2 separate regions of the Macaca mulatta genome follow, and region 2 is linked to region 1. A link is a contact called in public Hi-C data. All regions are on one chromosome and are shown on one strand. Each heading gives the region's core, a stretch centred on a gene start, on an enhancer-like site or on the middle of the called end of the contact. The rest is flanking DNA. Distances are from core to core; before and after follow the strand shown.

What was found. A called contact is a pair of places that touch in the nucleus more often than the background predicts.
Region 2: a Hi-C map of fetal cortex germinal zone shows a contact between it and region 1, with 3 times the contacts expected there. The contact joins the promoter of PI4K2B here to the promoter of SEPSECS in region 1. A contact is called at or near these places in 2 of 14 Hi-C or Micro-C datasets (fetal cortex germinal zone and liver).

Annotation. Positions count from the first base shown.
Region 1 is chr5:24,179,196-24,183,996 of T2T-MMU8v2.0, forward strand. It overlaps SEPSECS (Sep (O-phosphoserine) tRNA:Sec (selenocysteine) tRNA synthase), which reads right to left and starts at 2,373. Exons shown (of 11, transcript XM_001082141.5): 1 at 2,180-2,373; 2 at 878-1,032. The coding sequence starts at 2,293.
Region 2 is chr5:24,260,459-24,265,259 of T2T-MMU8v2.0, forward strand. PI4K2B (phosphatidylinositol 4-kinase type 2 beta) reads left to right here and starts at 2,876. Exons shown (of 10, transcript XM_078003217.1): 1 at 2,876-3,551.

The DNA.
Region 1 (4,801 bases), core at 1,123-3,622:
GACAGTCAAATATATCAGAAATTCTGTATAGGCAGATTATTGAAGAATACTAATGTTGTACTTCCTCACCACTGAAATCTCATTTACAAAACATTTCTTACATATATTATCAACCATGTTATCAGCAAACTGTTAACTGAAATTTTCATCCAAGTTAGGCATTATCATCAGTTTTGACTGCAGTGATTTTTACTGAAATACAAATTCTACTATGCCCAGGAAATTTTCATTATAATGTAAAAGCATGGAAGAGAGGAGTTTTATTTAAAAGAGTTTACACTTCACAGAAAGGTTGGTGGACAGAGCAATGAGTGATCATATTTGGAACTACCAATTAAATCATTATCAGAATTGATGAAAAGCTTTCTCCAATAATGCAAAAGAAAAAAATCACTCAATAATCTAATACACCTTTCCCTGTATCTATTGCAACAGAGAGGTATTTATAAAATGGGATTCAGTTTAAAACAAAGTTTAAAGTTCTAACTGCAAACCATTCTCAAAAAACAGAACAAAACAAAATACTGCCAATGTTAGAAAACAAACATGGAAAACTATAAACAACCTTAACGAATTTTTAAACTCTTACAACCAGATATGTTTATTAGGGTTACCATTCCTCAGAAAATGTATAGCCTGTGTTAGTCACCCAGAACCTGACGGGGTAACCCCCACATATTTTTACTCTATTGTCTTTGAAAAGCACCTGCTGAGATAAAATTGTTTCCATCTCCCTGTTGCATTTGGTTTACATATCCATTTGAGCAGGGAAAAAGTGGTTTACAGACATTTGATAATCTAACAATGAAAACTGCTGCCATTATTTTGAACCAAAAATAAATAAACGATGTCTCCCATACTACTTAGAAAAAGATACCTGTAATGACGACGAGCAACTAATGCAGATGCCACTCTCCCTTCCCTTTCTCCCACACCACAATTGCCTAAGAAATTGTTGCTGTCCATGATTGCAAGTTCATGTAAAAAGAGTTCAAGTGTACTTTCATCCCAGCCATTCTCTGGACACTTGCCCTTAAAAAAAAAAAAAAAAAAAAAAAAAACAAAACTTATGATTATATTTAATAAAACTATCGTTCTCTAGAACACTACAGGAATACATTTTCACTTTTTAATGTGTATTTTGCCATGCTCCTTGTTTTCTAAAATTCAGGCATAAATTGAGCACTATATAGAGACAGCAAGGAGACAAAAAGTTTATACATTTGATTACAACTATTTATAGATTTCGAGAAGTGATGATAAATGTATACAATGAGATCTACTCAGATACTTAAATTTCCGTAAGCTAAACTAATTGAACACCAATACACCACATCCCCAATGAAGATGCTTCAAACCAGGGCTTTACGATTGGGGCGGGGGGACGTGGAGAAGGGCGGTAGTTGTCAAACTTCAATGAAATATTGGCCAGGCTCGGTAGCTCACGCCTGTAAGCACTTTGGAAGGCCGAGAAGGGCGGATCACTTGAAGTCAGGACTTTGAGACCAGCCTGGCCAAAATGGCGAAACTCCGTCTCTACTAAAAATGCAAACATTAGCCAGGCGTGGTGGCGGGCGCCTGTAGTCCCAGCTACTCGGGAGGCTGAGACAGGAGAATGGCGTGAACCCGGGAGGCGGAGGTTGCAGTGAGCCGAGATCGCGCCACTGCACTCCAGCCTGGGCGAAAGAGCGAGACTCAAAAAACAAAACACAACAAAACTTTTAATGAAATTAAAATTCAGGAACGCTGGCAGGAGGCAGACCTGTGAGGTTCGGCAGAAACCTCGTGGTTCGAGTTAGCATACAGTGGTCTACAAACACCACATATGCTCTGAGTCATTGAGCGTGGTGAAAGATGGAGATGCGAACTTTGCCCTTTCCGCGAATAAAAAAGTACACTGGGACTTTCCCTCACTTCCGCATCCCGAAGTTAGAAAGAGGGACTCAAAACCCCGACCCCAACGCCCCCTCCTAAGAACACCCTTTGGCTTTCACTGGCTTTGGCAAGGCTGAGACGGCACAGACCGCAGTCGGTCAGCTAGGGCAAGCCAAGCTAAGACAGACTTGGGACTAGTCTCAAGCAGCAAAGAGCTGCCGGTGGGGCAGCACCAGCGGGAACGGCGGGCGGAGCCAGAGCCCCGGGGTCGCGGCGGCTGGGGAGGGGACCGACAGCTCGGTACCTTCTCCAGAAGCAGCCGTATGAGGTGCTCATGCGAGCGGCGGGCCTCACAGCCCTGCCGCACGTAAGCCGGTGACACCAGCCGCTCGCCCGCCGCGAAGCTCTCGCGGTTCATGACAGCGGTGGCGACAGTGGCGAATAAGCGGGAGCACCAGCTCCACACGCCAGACTCACGATGGAACCAGAATGCAACTCGCCTCCTGCACTGTACGGCAACGCCTTGGGACAAAAAAAAAAAAAAAAGAACACTTATCGATTCTGCACATGCGCAGACCGTCTCGGCGCTCCAGGAGGAAGTTGGCGTGTTTGAGCATGCGCGAGGGAGTCCGCGCTTTTAGGTGACTTCAGGCAAAGGAGGTACTGAAATGAGCCCCGCCCTGCTGCAGCTGATTGGTCTGGTTAAACCCTGGTGTTCCTAATAGGAACTTCAGGAAAGGATTTTGCACTTGTGCAGACCGGGCGAGCAGAGTGAAAACTAGGTACGTGGGGTTTTCTAAGTTCTGTGTTCCAGTCCTGTTGGATGGTTGAGATCTGTGCAGGGTCTGTGCTTCCGCCTTATTCAAACTGTTTGTCAGATGCCAGAACCTTCAATCTTTACTTTGATACATTTCCACACTTATTACTGCCACACAACCCCATAGGAAATAGCAGTGCCCTACTCCTTTTCCCCTTTGTACTACTGAATGTTTAGCCATAGCACTTACCACTCACCACGTGACATGCCAGACGTTTGTTTATACTCACACACACACACACACACACACGCACCCATGAATGTAAACTCTCTAACCTAACGGCAGGGCCTCGGTTTTTGCTGCGGTGCCCCCCTCCCCCGGGCACCTAAAACAGTGCCCAGCATAAAGTAGGGCCTAAAAAAAGAAATTGATATTGAATTAATGAATTAGTTTGACCATTCGGAAACTATCCCCAAGAACATTTTGTAAAATTGATTAAGGGAGGAAAAAAATCCAACTAGGCTTACAGCTGCTGTTATTAAGCCAGTTTGCAGTATGGCCGACTTAATTGTATCTGGTTGCTACTTACTACCCCCAGGAGAATGTGGCGCCTATCACAAGACATTTCATTCTTTTTCTGCTCTATAGATAAAATCTAAGACACTGTGAGAAGAGAAGCTTTCGTTTGCATTGCTTCTTTAGGTCCTGCATACCAACAAAACTAAGGATGCCAGCTTGTCTGGAAGGCCCAATAAAAAACTGATTCATGGAGGAATGCAATTGTCACATCCTGATGATTTCATCTCCCTTACCCCAACAAATCGATAACCCCAAATTTTCCAGCCCCTCACCCTCCACAAATCCCCTTAAACACCTTAGCCTAGAACCCCTCGATGAAACGAATTGAAGCTTGAGAACTCTTCCTGTTTCCTGGCTTGTAACTTGTGATTATTAAAACTCTTTCTCTGCTGCAAGCCTGCTGTCGGAGTATTGGTCTGTTCCTGCACGACTGACATAGGAACCTGGCAGTCCTGTAACAATTCAACAACCTAGAGGTTCACTGCTGGAGATCCCTGCCTTCAGTTTCTTTACAATCTTCATCTTATGTGAGCCTACAGTAACTCCTGACATTGCTTTCACCTGGTGGTATGCCCACTTGCACTGATTCACACCCACCTGCAAGAGCTGCTTGTTAAATGTTCAGGAATTTTGTGAGCCAGTTTTTAAATACAGCCACTCAAATATTGTATTAAAAGCCAAAGTAAAAATACTCAAAATTCATCACTTCCTAATTATTTTACATTTTACTATTATCTATGCTCTTCAGGTTATTTACATGCATTTTATCTATATGGTAGAAATTCAATATAATGTTATACTACTGCACATCTTCCAACTCCCCTTTTGATGATGTCACGTTGGCCAAGGTGGAAGCATTTACGCCATGGAAATCAGTAAACACTGCAAATCAGGCCCTTACCCTCCAACCCACTCCCCTAGAAGTCAGTCGTTCAACATACACGAGCTCATCACTGTTTCTACTGCATGTTCCCAGGGCATCCAGCTATTAATATATATCAGTGTATTTATGGTATTTGTTGAATTGCATTTCAATTGTTAATTTTCTGTCTCAACTAGACTGTGAGCCCCTGGTTGACAAGGGCTATATTGATATCTGTGTTCAAAGCACAGCACTAAATACATAATAGGTGTTTGATAAATATTTGTTGAATGACATAGACTATTTAACTACTTAAAACTAAACAGACAGGTAAACCACAAAACAACAAGAATTTAGCTTTCTTTCTAAAATGAGTATTATCTTTCAAACTTTTGGAAACTTGAGTTCTTATTCTCAAAATGCAACTATTTTTGCAACTTTGTCTTTGGAAAAGCCTTCAAAGCTGCTTTGTCAATCACATGCAAAATGTGCAAAAATCCCAAAATTAATCCCATTACTGAATGGACACACGAGGTTTTTGAGCCAGCTTGTTCTCTCACCTTATTCACCATCTTCAGGAAAATGTTTGTCTGTTTCCAAAAGTTAATCATTGTCAAGATATGCATTCATTAAAGGTATTCAAAAGATACCAGCTTTGGAAGCAATTTCAAGAGAAGTATTCTAAAATTACTTTCATCCATTCACTCATCCAACAAGTATTTATCCA
Region 2 (4,801 bases), core at 1,626-4,125, 82 kb after region 1:
TTTTGTAGAGATGGGGTCTCACTATGTTGCCCAGGCTGGTCTTTAAAACTCTTGGCTTCCAGCAATCCTCTGGCCTTGGCCTCCCAAAGGCCTGGGATTATAGTGGGAATTGAAGATGAGATTTGGGTGGAGACATAGCCAAGCCATATTAACTAGCAAATCTGCATTACAAGAATTTGTTTTTAATTCTTCAGAGGAAAGGGAAATGATACTAGATAGAAACTCTGATCTACAAAAGGGAAGGAAGAATACCGGAAGTTGTAACTATGTGGGTAATTTCTCTAAAAAAGCAATTAAGGCAAAAATTATTCACTGTATTTAAATATATAGGCTTAGTATACATGACAGCAATAACATAAAGGATGGGGCATAAATGGGATGACACTTTTGCTAAGTTCTTACCGCTTATGTCAAATAGTACAATATCGGCTCTTAGTACATTGAGATATTTTAAGGATGCATATTGAAAACCCCAGTGTAAGCACTGAAAATTAATGTAAAGCACTGAAAATTAATGTAAAGAAGTATAACAGAGGCTGGGCGTGGTGGCTCATGCTTGTAATCCTAGAACTTTGGGAGGCCAAGGCCAGTGGATCACAAGGTCAGGAGATCAAGAACATCTTGGTCAACATGGTGAAACCCTGTCTCTACTAAAAATACAAAAATTAGCCGGGCATGGTGGCACATGCCTGTAGTCCCAGTTACTCAGAAGGCTGAGGTAAGGAGAATAGCTTGCACCCAGGAGGCGGAGGTTGCAGTGAGTCAAGATCTCGCCACTGCACTCCAACCTGGGCTACAAGAGTTAAGCTCCATCTCAAAAAACGAAAAAAAAAAAAAAAAAAAAAAAAAAAAAAGAAATATAACAGAAAGCCAATGATGGAATGAAAATGAAATAATCAGAATTTAATCCAAATGAAAGCAGGAAAGGAGGAACAGAGGAACCGAAAAGGTTAAAGCAAATAAGACACAAATTGCAAAATAATAGATCTAAATTCAACCACATCATTATTACATTAAATGTAAATGGACCCAAAACTGCAATTAAAAGGCAGCTACAGGCCGGGTGCAGTACCTCACACCTGTAATCCCAGCACTTTGGGAGGCCGAGGTGGGTGGATCACCTGAGGTCAGGAGTTCGAGACCAGCCTGGCCAATGTGGTGAAACCCTATCTCTACTAAAAAATACAAAAATTAGCCAGGTATGGTGGCAGGCACCTGTAATTCCAGCTATTCTTTCTTTAAAGTGGAGAAGGCATCAAGGAAGAGGGTTGTAGGTGGTGAGGCAAATGGTTACATTTTTGCTAGACTTTAAGTAGTGCCCAGTAACTCTATGCTATGCTTAAGGTGAACATTCAAAGAAAATGGAGTGAAGGAAGTTAATTATGCAGATATCTCAGGTGAAGGAATGATTGATCTTATCCTTGTTCTGCATCTGGGAAGATAAACTTGTAATTGAAATCATCCATGTGAAATTTAACAGACTTTAATTGTACCCGTTTGATTTAGGTTGCAGACTTAAAGTTATACAATTGACATGTCCTTGTTTTATGGAAGGATATACATCTTGAAAGGTTTAATGGCCGGTAAAGAATTCACTATTATTAATTTGTTGAGGACAGTCATCCTGAGACTGAGATACATAAGGCTTGTTTTGCATTTTGAGGAGGGTCTGGCTAACGTATAAAGTTTTAATACAATGATGGGAAGTAACCGCTATCCATTTGGGAAAAGGATTGTAGTGCTGGGTGACTTCAGTCTCCAGGCTTAAATCTCCCCCTGACATAACAAGTTGAGGGTGGGGGATGGTTCTGAGATTTTTATTTTCCTTTACAGGGTCAAAGAGGAAATCATAAAGGAAGTTAAAAACTATTTTCTGCTGAAGGAAAATGAAAGCACAGTAGCAGGCCAGGCAAGGTGGCTTATGCTTGTAATCCCAGAATTTTGGGATGCTGAAGCAGGACAACTACTTGAGACCAGGAGCTCAAGACCAACCTGGGCAACAGTGAGACCCCATCTCTACAAAAAATTTAAATTTAAAAATTAACAGGGTGTGATCATGCACGCCTGCAGTTCCAGCTACTGTGTCTTCTACAGTTTAAAGGTGGGAGGATCCCTTGAGTTCAGGAGGTTGAGGCTGCAGTGAGCTATGATTGTGTCACTGCACTCCAGCCTGGATAACACAGCGAGACCGTCTCAACAACAACAACAACAACAAAAAACGGAGAATGCAGCTAAAGCAGTGCTTAGAGGGCAATTTATAGCCTTAAATCCTTGCATTGGAAAAGCAGATAGATTTAGAATCAATAATCTTCTACTCTAAGTAACTAGAAAAAGAAGAGGAAATCAAACTTCAAGTGAGGAATAAAGAGCAAAATAAGGCAACGGACTAGAAAACAGAAAATCAATGGAACCAAAACATGATATTCTGAAAAGATTTAAAAATTGATAAATTTCTACCTAGATTAGTAAGAAAAAAAAAAGAACATACAAACCCTCCTGGACGTCCAGTGGAGGAAAGAAATGTCGCACAATTAAATCTATTGTTATAGATTATGGTAAACTCTAAGAGAGAATTCTGTCGCGGAGGGGCCGATTTTGGTTGCAAGAGGGAACCTCTTTGGAAACTACTCAGCTTCCCGCCCTCCACTGGGAGTAAAGCGAGCTGTGCCCAGCTTCTCTCCGCACTCACGGAGGCAGGTGGCGGCCCCGCCCCACCTGCCCCCTCAAAAGCCCCGCCCTCTGTTCACTCCCACGCGCGCCGCCGCCGCCGCCGCCGCCGCCGCCGCCTGCCACGGCCCTTCTGCGCAGGCGCGGGGGAGGCGCCCGGCGGAGGCGCGAAATGGGGCGAGGCCGGCGGCGGGGCGGGGCAACCGCTGGGCGGGCGCCAAGCGGGCGCCAAGCGGGCCCGTGCGCTGGTGAGGTGGCGTCCGTTCCACCCGGTTGCTCCCGTTCCCCGCCATGCAGAGCCCAGTCTCGGGCACCTGGCTGCTGTGATCTGGTCTCAGCGCGGAGGGAGCAGAGGGAGTCCATGGAGGATCCCTCCGAGCCCGACCGGCTGGCGTCCGCGGACAGCGGGAGCCCGGAGGAGGAGGAGGATGGGGAGCGGGAGCCGCTGCTATCGCGGATCGCCTGGGCCCACCCGCGGAGAGGCGCCCCAGGCAGCGCCGTGAGGCTGCTGGACGCCGCCGGGGAGGAGGGCGCGGCCGGCGACGAGGAGCTGCCGCTCCCGCCCGGGAACGTGGGGGTCTCCCGGAGTTCGCCCGCCGACCTGGACCGGAGCCGCCCCGCGGTTTCAGGTGCGACCCGGCCCTGCCCTACTCCCCGCGCCCCTCCAGGCGGCTGCGCTTGTCGCCCGGCTCTGTCCTGTCTCCCGCGCGCGCTAGCCGAGGTGGACGGGCTTTCCCCGATCGCTGGGCAGCGGCTCCCAAGTTCGGACCGGGGCCAGCCGCAGACGCACCGCGTGCGCTTCGCCTGCTCGCTCTGTCTCGGGGAACTTGCTCTCCGAAGGCCAGTGGCTGTCATTAAACCGATTCTTTAGACCTCCCCGCAAAGTGAGTCTAAACTTCTAGAATCAGACACTGGGGAGAGGTTAACGCTGTAAAATGACGTCAGTCCTTGCTCAAGTTTGGACTTGACTTTGAATTAAGAACCTTGAACTCTCAGGAAAGTTCCTGGAGTGGTGAATTTGCGAAGTGGATGACAGGAGAGAGATGGACAACCAGAATATCCAGTTGCCACTGGGGCACGTTTTAAAACCTTTTTCCATTAAATGTTGTTATTGTGACGTTAGCCACAGGGGGCAAAAAGCAGTTGAAAGTCTGTTCCTGCCCTCTTACAGTTTAGTTTCTCTTTCTTGATTTACTTCTAATACGTAAGAAAACGAAACGAAAAACCTCTTTTCGCTATTAAGTGGACTGATACCCTCAGGTGAAACAGGGCAATTGAAACGATGTTGAACGTTAGTTAAATTTAGGTATGCTGTGCAGGCCTGGATATTTGTTAATAAAGTGAGATTTTTCTGGCGTGTTGAGTGGAGTTAGACTAATGTAATGGAAATAGCAGACTTGTAAGACTCTCAGCTAGAGGTGAGACAGATTTGTTTGTAAAAAGGCGATGGTAACACCTCCCTGCTGGTTGTGAGGATGGATTAAATGAGATGTTGTGCACCCCGTTGGTTTATTGCTTCACACATGACAGCTTAAAAGCCACAGAAAATGGAAGTTTCTTTAACACTGCTTAGTTTTTTTGGAGTTGTTAGATTTTAAATGTACTGTTAGTGGTACACTAATGTGTCCTCTACAGTTTAAAGAATTTTGGATAGAATCGGTCATTCAAGTTATAGCTGGAAGTTACATTCAGGCATATTCTAGAGTAAATAAATCAGAGAAGCCCAAGGGGAGCCGTTTGTCTGATGGTTTAAGCTTTAACCAAAGTCTGCTCCCGTTATAATGTTTGCTGATGGATGCATTATCGTTTAACCAGATAACGTGAAGCTCGAACCAGATCACAAACGGGCCTGCATTCGCCTAGCTACATTGGCAATTTGGGCATATATTACTTAGAATTTAATCTGTAAAATAGCTAGCTTGCCTTTTTCCGCCCCTTACCTTGTGTAAGCTACCTTGTGTACCTGGATTTTTAAAAGAGCCTAAAGCCTTCAAAATGCACTTATTCTGTGAAAGTGAGGTATTTTATAAACAAACAGTATTAAGGCTAGAAAAAAATCAAAGCGAGAGGCCAACGAGATGGCAGTCCTGTAATCCCATCCCAGCCTTTTGGGAGATCTAGGCAGGAGAATAGC